Regions from separate parts of the Zea mays genome. Here regions 1 and 2 are each linked to region 3. Evidence: chromatin contacts called from public Hi-C data. All regions are on one chromosome and are shown on one strand. The core of a region is the stretch at or near the end of the contact, and the rest is flanking DNA. Distances in the headings are between cores, read along the strand shown. Region 1 holds the start of LOC100273569. Region 2 holds the start of LOC100279401. Region 3 holds the start of LOC100381797.

Evidence for each region. A called contact is a pair of places that touch in the nucleus more often than the background predicts.
Region 1: a Hi-C map of bundle sheath shows a contact between it and region 3, with 4 times the contacts expected there. The contact joins the promoter of LOC100273569 here to the promoter of LOC100381797 in region 3. A contact is called at or near these places in 10 of 25 Hi-C or Micro-C datasets (bundle sheath, ear, endosperm and 4 more).
Region 2: a Hi-C map of tassel shows a contact between it and region 3, with 2.6 times the contacts expected there. The contact joins the promoter of LOC100279401 here to the promoter of LOC100381797 in region 3. A contact is called at or near these places in 2 of 25 Hi-C or Micro-C datasets (ear and tassel).

What each region holds. Positions count from the first base shown.
Region 1 is chr7:146,356,132-146,358,831 of Zm-B73-REFERENCE-NAM-5.0, reverse strand. It overlaps LOC100273569, which reads right to left and starts at 1,275. Exons shown (of 18, transcript NM_001147987.1): 1 at 785-1,275; 2 at 636-677; 3 at 437-534. The coding sequence starts at 997.
Region 2 is chr7:146,194,893-146,197,592 of Zm-B73-REFERENCE-NAM-5.0, reverse strand. It overlaps LOC100279401, which reads left to right and starts at 1,375. Exons shown (of 4, transcript NM_001152413.2): 1 at 1,375-2,700. The coding sequence starts at 1,676.
Region 3 is chr7:145,929,344-145,932,165 of Zm-B73-REFERENCE-NAM-5.0, reverse strand. It overlaps LOC100381797, which reads left to right and starts at 1,270. Exons shown (of 5, transcript NM_001361315.1): 1 at 1,270-1,511; 2 at 1,610-1,756; 3 at 1,878-2,354. The coding sequence starts at 1,946.

The DNA of each region.
Region 1 (2,700 bases), core at 26-2,525, 430 kb before region 3:
GACTTTGTTGTTGTTGTTACACTATCAAGTACCCCCTCCATTCAAATTATAAGATATTTGGTTTTTTCTAGATACGTAACATTTTTACGCACTTAGATATACACTATGCCTAGATACATATTAAAAACAATGTATCAACAAAAGTGAAAATGCCTTATAATTTGGAACACTTTGCAAAGGATCTGACTTCAGTGCAATAAAAAAGAACACCCCATCCAGTTAATAGTTTCGCCCTAAACACAACCAACTTGCTCTCTGGGTGTATGTCTCCTCAAAGGGAAGATTGAACATGGCGGCTAAGCAAATGACAGTGTCCAAAAATTCTCAGATTGATAAATAAGCTGGAAACGGAACTCCTTCAAAAGCTATATACAGTTAATAAAATAACTGAAATCATCCAGATAATGGGTTCAAAGTATTGAATCAATATGGTTACCTGAAACGCTTCTCTGCACCACAAGTGATCAATGCATATGGGTCAGATGTCCCATTTAAGTTCGCCGCCATCAAATTTTTTGCAGCCAACAATTCGAGCTGAACAGACACATCCAATCAAAGTCATAAACCATCCAGAACAACTGCCGGCAGCAAGACGTGGAAAAAAGAATAGAGGCCAAAATCTGATCACTGATCACCTTCACTACATAGGCAGAGGGGCCGCTCACACCCCCCTTGAACTGCCCCAATCCAATCCAAGCGCATCCATCAAACGGGAGATCAAGGCATCAGCATCCGTGATGACCAGCACCATATGACCCAAATTCTCCGAAACCCAAGACGTTACCTTGTCGGCGCCGTCCAGCCCCCGCACGAGGAGCTCGTCGGCGTCGCCCGCCGCTGCCGCCTGCGAGGAGCGCGGGTTGAGGAGCTCGTAGGCAACGTAAAGCGCCACGAGGATCATCGCGGCGGCGCACGTGACCTCGATCTCCCAGAAGGTCGGGAGAAGGAACCCAAGCGCCGCCACCGCCGGGGTTGACCCAGCGACCTGCGACGCCATGCCTGCTCCCGCGCCCCGCGCCCGCGCCCGCGCCCGCGAGAAGGGTGCGTGCCGCGTCCTAGGGACTCGGGAGCGGTATGGGCGCGCACGCGAGGGCCATGGAGGCGGGGGCGACCAGGGGAGGAAGGAATGGTGGCCTGGTGGGGTGGTGGTTATGCAGGGGGACGACGAGGCGGGGAAGGTGGGAGCGGTCGGGTCGCGGTCGCGGGATGGGTCATGGGTGGGCCACCCTGCAGAGGCCGGGACCAGTGGGGTCGGACGGGGAATTCGACGGTGCGGTTCGGTTCAGTTCTGCCGTCTGCGGAGGCCGGAGATAATGGACTTCGACGCCGGTCCGATGGGTCCACGACGACGCCTGCGCCGGTTGACCTGGGAATTGAACCCGGGCCGATGTTACTCTCCGTTTCCTTTGGGTCAGCACCCGAAGGTTTCAGTTCGGATAATTTTGTCTTTTATTAAAAAGAAACAATTTTGGTTGCACAAACATTTATTTCAACGCGATAACATAATTACATAACATTTGAGGTCGTTCAAAAGCTCTAAACTTTATATTTTAAAATTTGAGTACTTCATAAAAGATAATAAATAATTTGATAAAAAATGACAACTGCAAGTTATAAATCTTAATGAGCCATACATTTTTTATATTTTTTATGTAAAGTTCATCTTCGTTTGATCTCCCATGTAGTTATGAATCTGTTTGATTAACTATTACGGTAGAACAATTCTAACTTTGTTAGCTTTTCATCCCGATGCCTTTTAGAAACTACTCCCCCTTTTCGCACTTCTAGGAATTGCTCCCACTTTTCAAATTGTAAGGTGGTCTTGGTTTTTCTAGGTATACTAGGTGTATGCCCATGCATTGCTACGGAGTCAACATGTACTGGTAAGATGCAATGAGACGTAGAAGCACTATGATAAAATACATTGATATGTAAAACAATTATTGTTATTCTATACTTTTGTTAGTTACATACCTAAATAAAATATAGTACAATGACTGTCTGTTGCAATGACACACAAATTCGATAAAATGGTAATGTACAATAACTGCACAAAAAACGAATAGCATACATTATTATAGATATAAATTTTTCACATCCTAGTTTTATATCAGACTCCCATCTTATTATTATTTTGTTAGACGAGAAACAGACATGTTAAGAAAACTTGGTCCAAAACCTCTATAAAAGCCCCTCCAGCCATCTTTATCAAGCAACAGCCTGGTAGTTTTCATGACTGAAGATCTACCCTTACCATAGTTGTCCATAACCTGAAATCACATGAAAATAATAAAACACCCGGTGATGGAATTCTCACAATTACCATGCATGATAATAGTTCCTTCTATGGCCGTAGTTAGCTACTTAGTTGTACTAACTTTAAGTTCGGGTACATAGCCTATGTAACAAAGGTGATATGATAAACAACCAACCTCTGCAAAGATCAAGAAAGCATAGATGTAATGCTCCAAGATGGATCACCTTTTTTCAAAGACCGGATAAGGAAAAAAAACAAAGTATATTGGTGCAAAGAACATAATAAAGGTGCTCTAAGATACGCATAATCGCACAGTATGTTCTAGGATCAATGCACTTCAATAGTCATGTTAACGATGGGGGAAGTCATGGAATGAGAAACATACCTTTATCAACAGGTTCAATACAAGTGGACCAACAAATTGAGAAGCATCATTGCCAATC
Region 2 (2,700 bases), core at 126-2,625, 270 kb before region 3:
CCGTACGCCCGCGTGACCGCTGAGGTGAGCCTTCCCCTCCTCCTTCTCCCTCTTCCTTGGCGGAATCGGCCTGCCCGCGTCTCCCCCCCCCTCGTGGTGCGGCCTCCGTGGCTCGCAGCCGGCGCAACCCGACGTGATCGACGCGTGTGTGAATCATCTAGACCCCCTAGTGATGTTTTGACAATTAATGATAATATAAGGTGATATCTCTATATATACGTATATCGATACAGTGATATAGAGATAATTAAATATATACTAGAGGTGGTTACCATTCAGCAAGTACAATCAAACAAGACCTTATCCACAGGGGTGGACCGAGAGGGGGGGGGGGGGGGGCAAAGTGGGCCATGTCTACCCCTCAATTTTCTCTCTTATATATCTACTATTCATTTAGTGTTAGTATAGAGAAAAATTAAAAATTTAGGTCCGTTGAAGTTTTCTGTTTACATAACTGTAGATGATACTGTTTGTAAAGTAGGGCTTAAAATAGAGGATAAGATAGGGAATCTGATAGAGATGGCCTAAAGTTTCAATTTTATAATGAGATGATATTAGACTGGTGTTAGGTTGTTATTGAAATTTTAGAACACGATCCTTGACCCATAGAATCAACCTGAGATCATCGGCCCATTAGACTCAACATATCAAATTCATAATATTCTCGTCCCATAGATGTATAATTCCCTTTTTAAAGTGTCGACCAACAACCCATGACCCCTCTCCTCAATCCAATCGATCCAGAAACATTTTGACTATGGCCCAGTCCCATTCTTATCGACACCGCCTGATGCAATCCGCTTCGATGTCTCATTCCTTATGTCGCGACACTGCACAACCCCAACCCTTGCCGGTGCCCCTGCCTCGCTCGTCATCCTCATGATGCTAGCTAGCTCAACATGTCTGATCTCGTTCGTCGCGATGATGTGACCCGTCCTTGGAGGTCAGCGAGCTTGTCGAACCAACGAGCCCTATCTCTCAACTAGAGATGTTCCTTGACCCACCCCTTTCTCGGCACACTTGCCCATCGAAAAGATCAATATTCGACAAGGTACACCCATTTTTTTATTAGGCCAGTAAGAACTTAACAGTATGTTTACTTCTTTTGTTTATTTATTTTTTTTTGAATTTATATCATGTATTGATATAAAACTTGAATTCAATGCAACACTAGTTTTAAAATCCGTTGCTTGATTTGTCATGTGGTTTTTTGGTCTCCCATAAATTTTCGTTATGCGTCCGCCACTGGTTGGCCACCATCGAGGCCTCGACCTCCATGGGAGCCAGCTCGAAAGACGAGGGGCCGAGGGAGGTCAGTCGAGGAGCGCCGAACCAAGACAGGCCAAAGCCATTGCAGTGCAGTGCGCAGCCCATCATTTCTTCCTTCCATGTCACAGGGGAAAAAAGGAGAGGCAAGAATCCAAAGCAGCCGTACAGTACACCCCTCCATGGCAGGCATGCCCCGCCTCTCTCCTCCTTTCCCTGCAGCCGCAGTCACAGCTGTGAGTCTGTGACCTGTCCAGTTCAATCGCTTCAGCGTTCACAAGCGCGTTCAACACTCCTTTCCCCTCTCCACCTCGCAAGCTTGCTCACTTTTGTCTCTGTAGTCCTCAGCTACCTCGTGCGGTCTGGGACTCTGGGGACATCGTTGCCGTTCCCGGGCTCGGCAGCCGCAATGCTTGCGCAGGTGCTCCTCGTGCACCTCCTCCTCCTCCTCCCCGCCACGTACTCAGCCGACCACCACCGCCATTACCGGGGCAGAAGGTCGCTGCACGAGCCGCTGTTCCCTCTGGAGAGCACGCCCGCGCTGCCGCCGCCACCGCCCGCGCCGTTTTTCCCGTTCTTGCCAGGCGCCGCGGCGCCACCGACGCCGGAGGTTGGCTCGGCCTCCGCCCCGGCGGACACCGGTGCGGCTGACGCGTCATCGTCCTCCTCGTCGCCGCACCCCACGGCGCCGGCCAACATTTCGTCCTTGGCCGCGCTGCCCGTCTCCCGCGCCGCGCCGCTCCGGTCCTTCCTCTCCTCCCACCGCCTCCTCACCGTCCTCGTCCTGGTCGTCGCCGTTGCTGCGGCCGTGCTCACCGCCGCGCTCGTCTACATCCTCGCCCGCCGCCAACGTCGTCACCCTCCCAAGGCGGAACCTGCAGTACACACAAAGCCCTCCTCGCTTGCACAGGCCAACCCCGTGGTCTACGATGGTGGCGACCAGCGTGGGCGGGGCTCGACGGCCACCGTCTCCAGCACCAGCTCGCCGGAGCTCAGGCCGATGCCGCCTTTGCCACGGCAGTTCCAGCAGACGCGGATGAACTTGCCGACGCCGTCGTGCTCAAAATTCGTTCTTGACGCCGGAACAGGAGGTAAGCGAGCATCTGAGGGTCCTCCTCCGCCGCCGCCTCCTCCACCACCGCCGCCTCCAATGCCGCCGGTGAAAGGCAAGGGCGGCGCCACAGCAGCAGCAGCTCCTCCGGCGCCGCCGCCTCTGCCGCGAGCCGGCAACGGCAGCGGCTGGTTGCCCCGGCGGCACTCTGAGCGCCCAACGACCACGGTGATCAGGGCCTCGGCGAACGCAGTTCACCCGGAAGAGTCTCCAGAGCGCGCCCCGTCAGAGAAACAAGCGGACGCCGACGCGGCTGCTCTGCCGAAGCTGAAGCCGTTGCACTGGGACAAGGTGCGCGCGAGCTCTGGGCGACCGACGGTGTG
Region 3 (2,822 bases), core at 21-2,520:
CCAGTGGGACTGGGACCAGACCACCACCAGAGTACCAAACGGACTTGGACTGGGTGCGGCCGTGCGGTCTACAGTTAGTCGTGCTGCGGGTAGTGGCAGTGGTAGCTCCCCATATGCGTGGGCCCTCCATATGCCGGGGCCAAAGCCCAAACATCGGCGTCAGAAATTTAACGTGTGGGGTTCTTTTGCTTTTGCTTGCTCACACCAGTGACGCTGAGAGCCATACGGGCCCGCCAGCCGTCTTCATCTCTCCTCCTCAAAAGACAAAAAGGGGGGGAAAACCACTTGCATGAGCGACTGGTTCCTCATGCATGTTATGTCACCACCAGACGGATATAATTCTATAAATAAATAAATAAACAAATAAATAAAATCCATCGCGACTACAAAATAACAATATTTTAGGTCACTCCGTCCAAACATTAGTGATATTGACAAGCATAGACAAATATGCTCCAACGTGCAGGTTCACATGATCGATATGTCACCTGTTAACTTTGCTATAAATATATGAGGCACCAAATTCATAGATTGGATCTATTTGCTTAGAATCATATCTTACAGATACAGTTAGCTCTTATATAGATTCTACCACATAATGCACGTATTGGATTAGCATCGGTCGACGATGCATCATCATCATAGGTGCCGTTTGGTTCACGAAAATGTAACATAAATGGTAATAATTTACACTCAAATACCGGCGGTAATAAATTTGAATAAGACAATATTCATTTATAATATGATATCGATTACGGTTAGACTTAAACAAACATGATTTAACGTTATAGGTTATCCATCACGTATTAATATGTGAACCAAACGACACCCTATTTCTTATAAGTTATTACGTCCGTTCTTTTTTATTTATTATGTTTTAGTTTAAATATAAACTTGCGGGAGATAAATATTTGAGAACAGTTAGTACTAAATACGGACCAGGAGACAAAAAAAATTGTCGAACGGGGTAGTTACTCCGTCCGTTTTTTTATTTGTCGCGTTTCAGGAGCATATACACGCTACGTGGTGTGACGCTTAACAGCACGGTATACGTGGAGGAAACGGTTACTATATGGCCGGGAAAAAGTTTTATCTTTCTTTAACGCAAGAAAGAAGGCAGCAAAGTCACACAATTATTCCCCCACGGGTGAAAAATAGAAAAATCAGGAGCCGGAGACCACCCGCGTGCTCTGCTCACACATCCTTCAGCAGTCGTCGTCCTCGTTGATAAGCAGGGGAGGTGGATCACTCGAACGAACCTAATAATAAGTGAGCTTCCAGGTCGGGGAGAGGGACCGCCGGTGGAAAAACTTTGGAGGCGCCCAACTTCCAAGATACCCACTAGCTCCCTCCCAGCCTCCCACCTTGCCCTTTCCACCCTTCGCTGATGCTAGAATGATGGGATTTTTGGAGCTCTAAGACAAGTACTACTGATCCTTGCGCTTCACTCGCCCTCTTGCTCCCTGCGTGTTCTTGATTTGGCCTCAAAATTTGTTGCTTGTTTTCTCGTGGTGAGGAACTATCTTACCTACTTGTTAGGGGATGAGACGTTTTTTTTAGTTCTCCTTGAAATTTATGTGCATGCTAATTTGTTTGATTCTTTTTGCAGTTTGAGGTGACATCTCGGTTCTAAAAATCTGCCAGATTTCTTCTCCCTGTTTGTATGGACAAATTTGGGAACGAACCCTAGTCTGTGTGTGAAGCAGCCAAAGTAGTGTTCTTGCGGAGCAAAGCAAAGCTAAAGCGGCAGCAGTTGGTGAGGATACAAGAGATACAGAAGGGCTTGTTAGATTCTGTAAAGACATTCTTATTAGCTGATATTTTTTTTCCATCAACTGGGGCCGGTTTTTCGGAAGTACGCCCATCTTGGATTAAAGCCTCTCAATTTCAGGATTCGGCACAAGCACAATACCATCAGGTGAACAAGAGCCATTTGGTCTTGGGCATGGAGAAGCAATCCAGCACCCGGCATGGTGCCCTAGAGAAATTGAAGAGCTTCCGGGGGATAGAGAAGCAGAGAAGCTTCAAGTTCTTGTCCATGGAGAAGCAGCAGAGCTTCAAAAGGAACAAGGACAGCCCGGGGAAGCGGGGTGACACCGCACTCCACCTTGCGGCGAGGGCTGGCAGTGTTGCACATGTCCAGAGGATCCTTGCGGAGTGTGATCCAGAGCTGCTGGTGGAGTTAGCTGCCCGCCAGAATCAGGACGGTGAGACTGCTTTGTATGTGTCTGCTGAGAAGGGCCATGTCGAAGTTGTGTGTGAGATTTTGAAGGCTTCTGATGTGCAGTCAGCTGGACTCAAGGCCAGTAACAGCTTCGACGCATTCCATATTGCGGCAAAGCAGGGCCATTTGGGTGAGTTTTCATTCCTCGTCATTAATTAGTTGAGGATTAGGTAGTGTGAATCGGAATTCTTTAATATACGGATTCATTTGTTTTGTACCGGCAGTTCTATGTGATCTTTTGTATTGGTCATTGTTCCTGCAGTTCGCATGTTTATAAAAATTGACTTTTATCTCATTGACTTATGCAAATCTCTATGATCATGAAGGATCTGTTCCCCACATTTTCCCCCTAGGAACATGTAGTGTGAAAACAGTAACACTGAGTCCCTGATTTCCTTTTGCTCAGATAGCTTATAAATTTACTTGGCTGATCTGGTCTAGATTAAAACCTACCATGTTTGTCTTTCTTGGTTTTACAGACAAATTCTTGATTTCTGAGAGTTGGCAATTTTCTACAATCTTACCATGTTGTTGCGTCTAAATCAAAGAACTGGCAATCCTATATCTAGTGACAAGATATGATGGTCCTTGTCTGCTC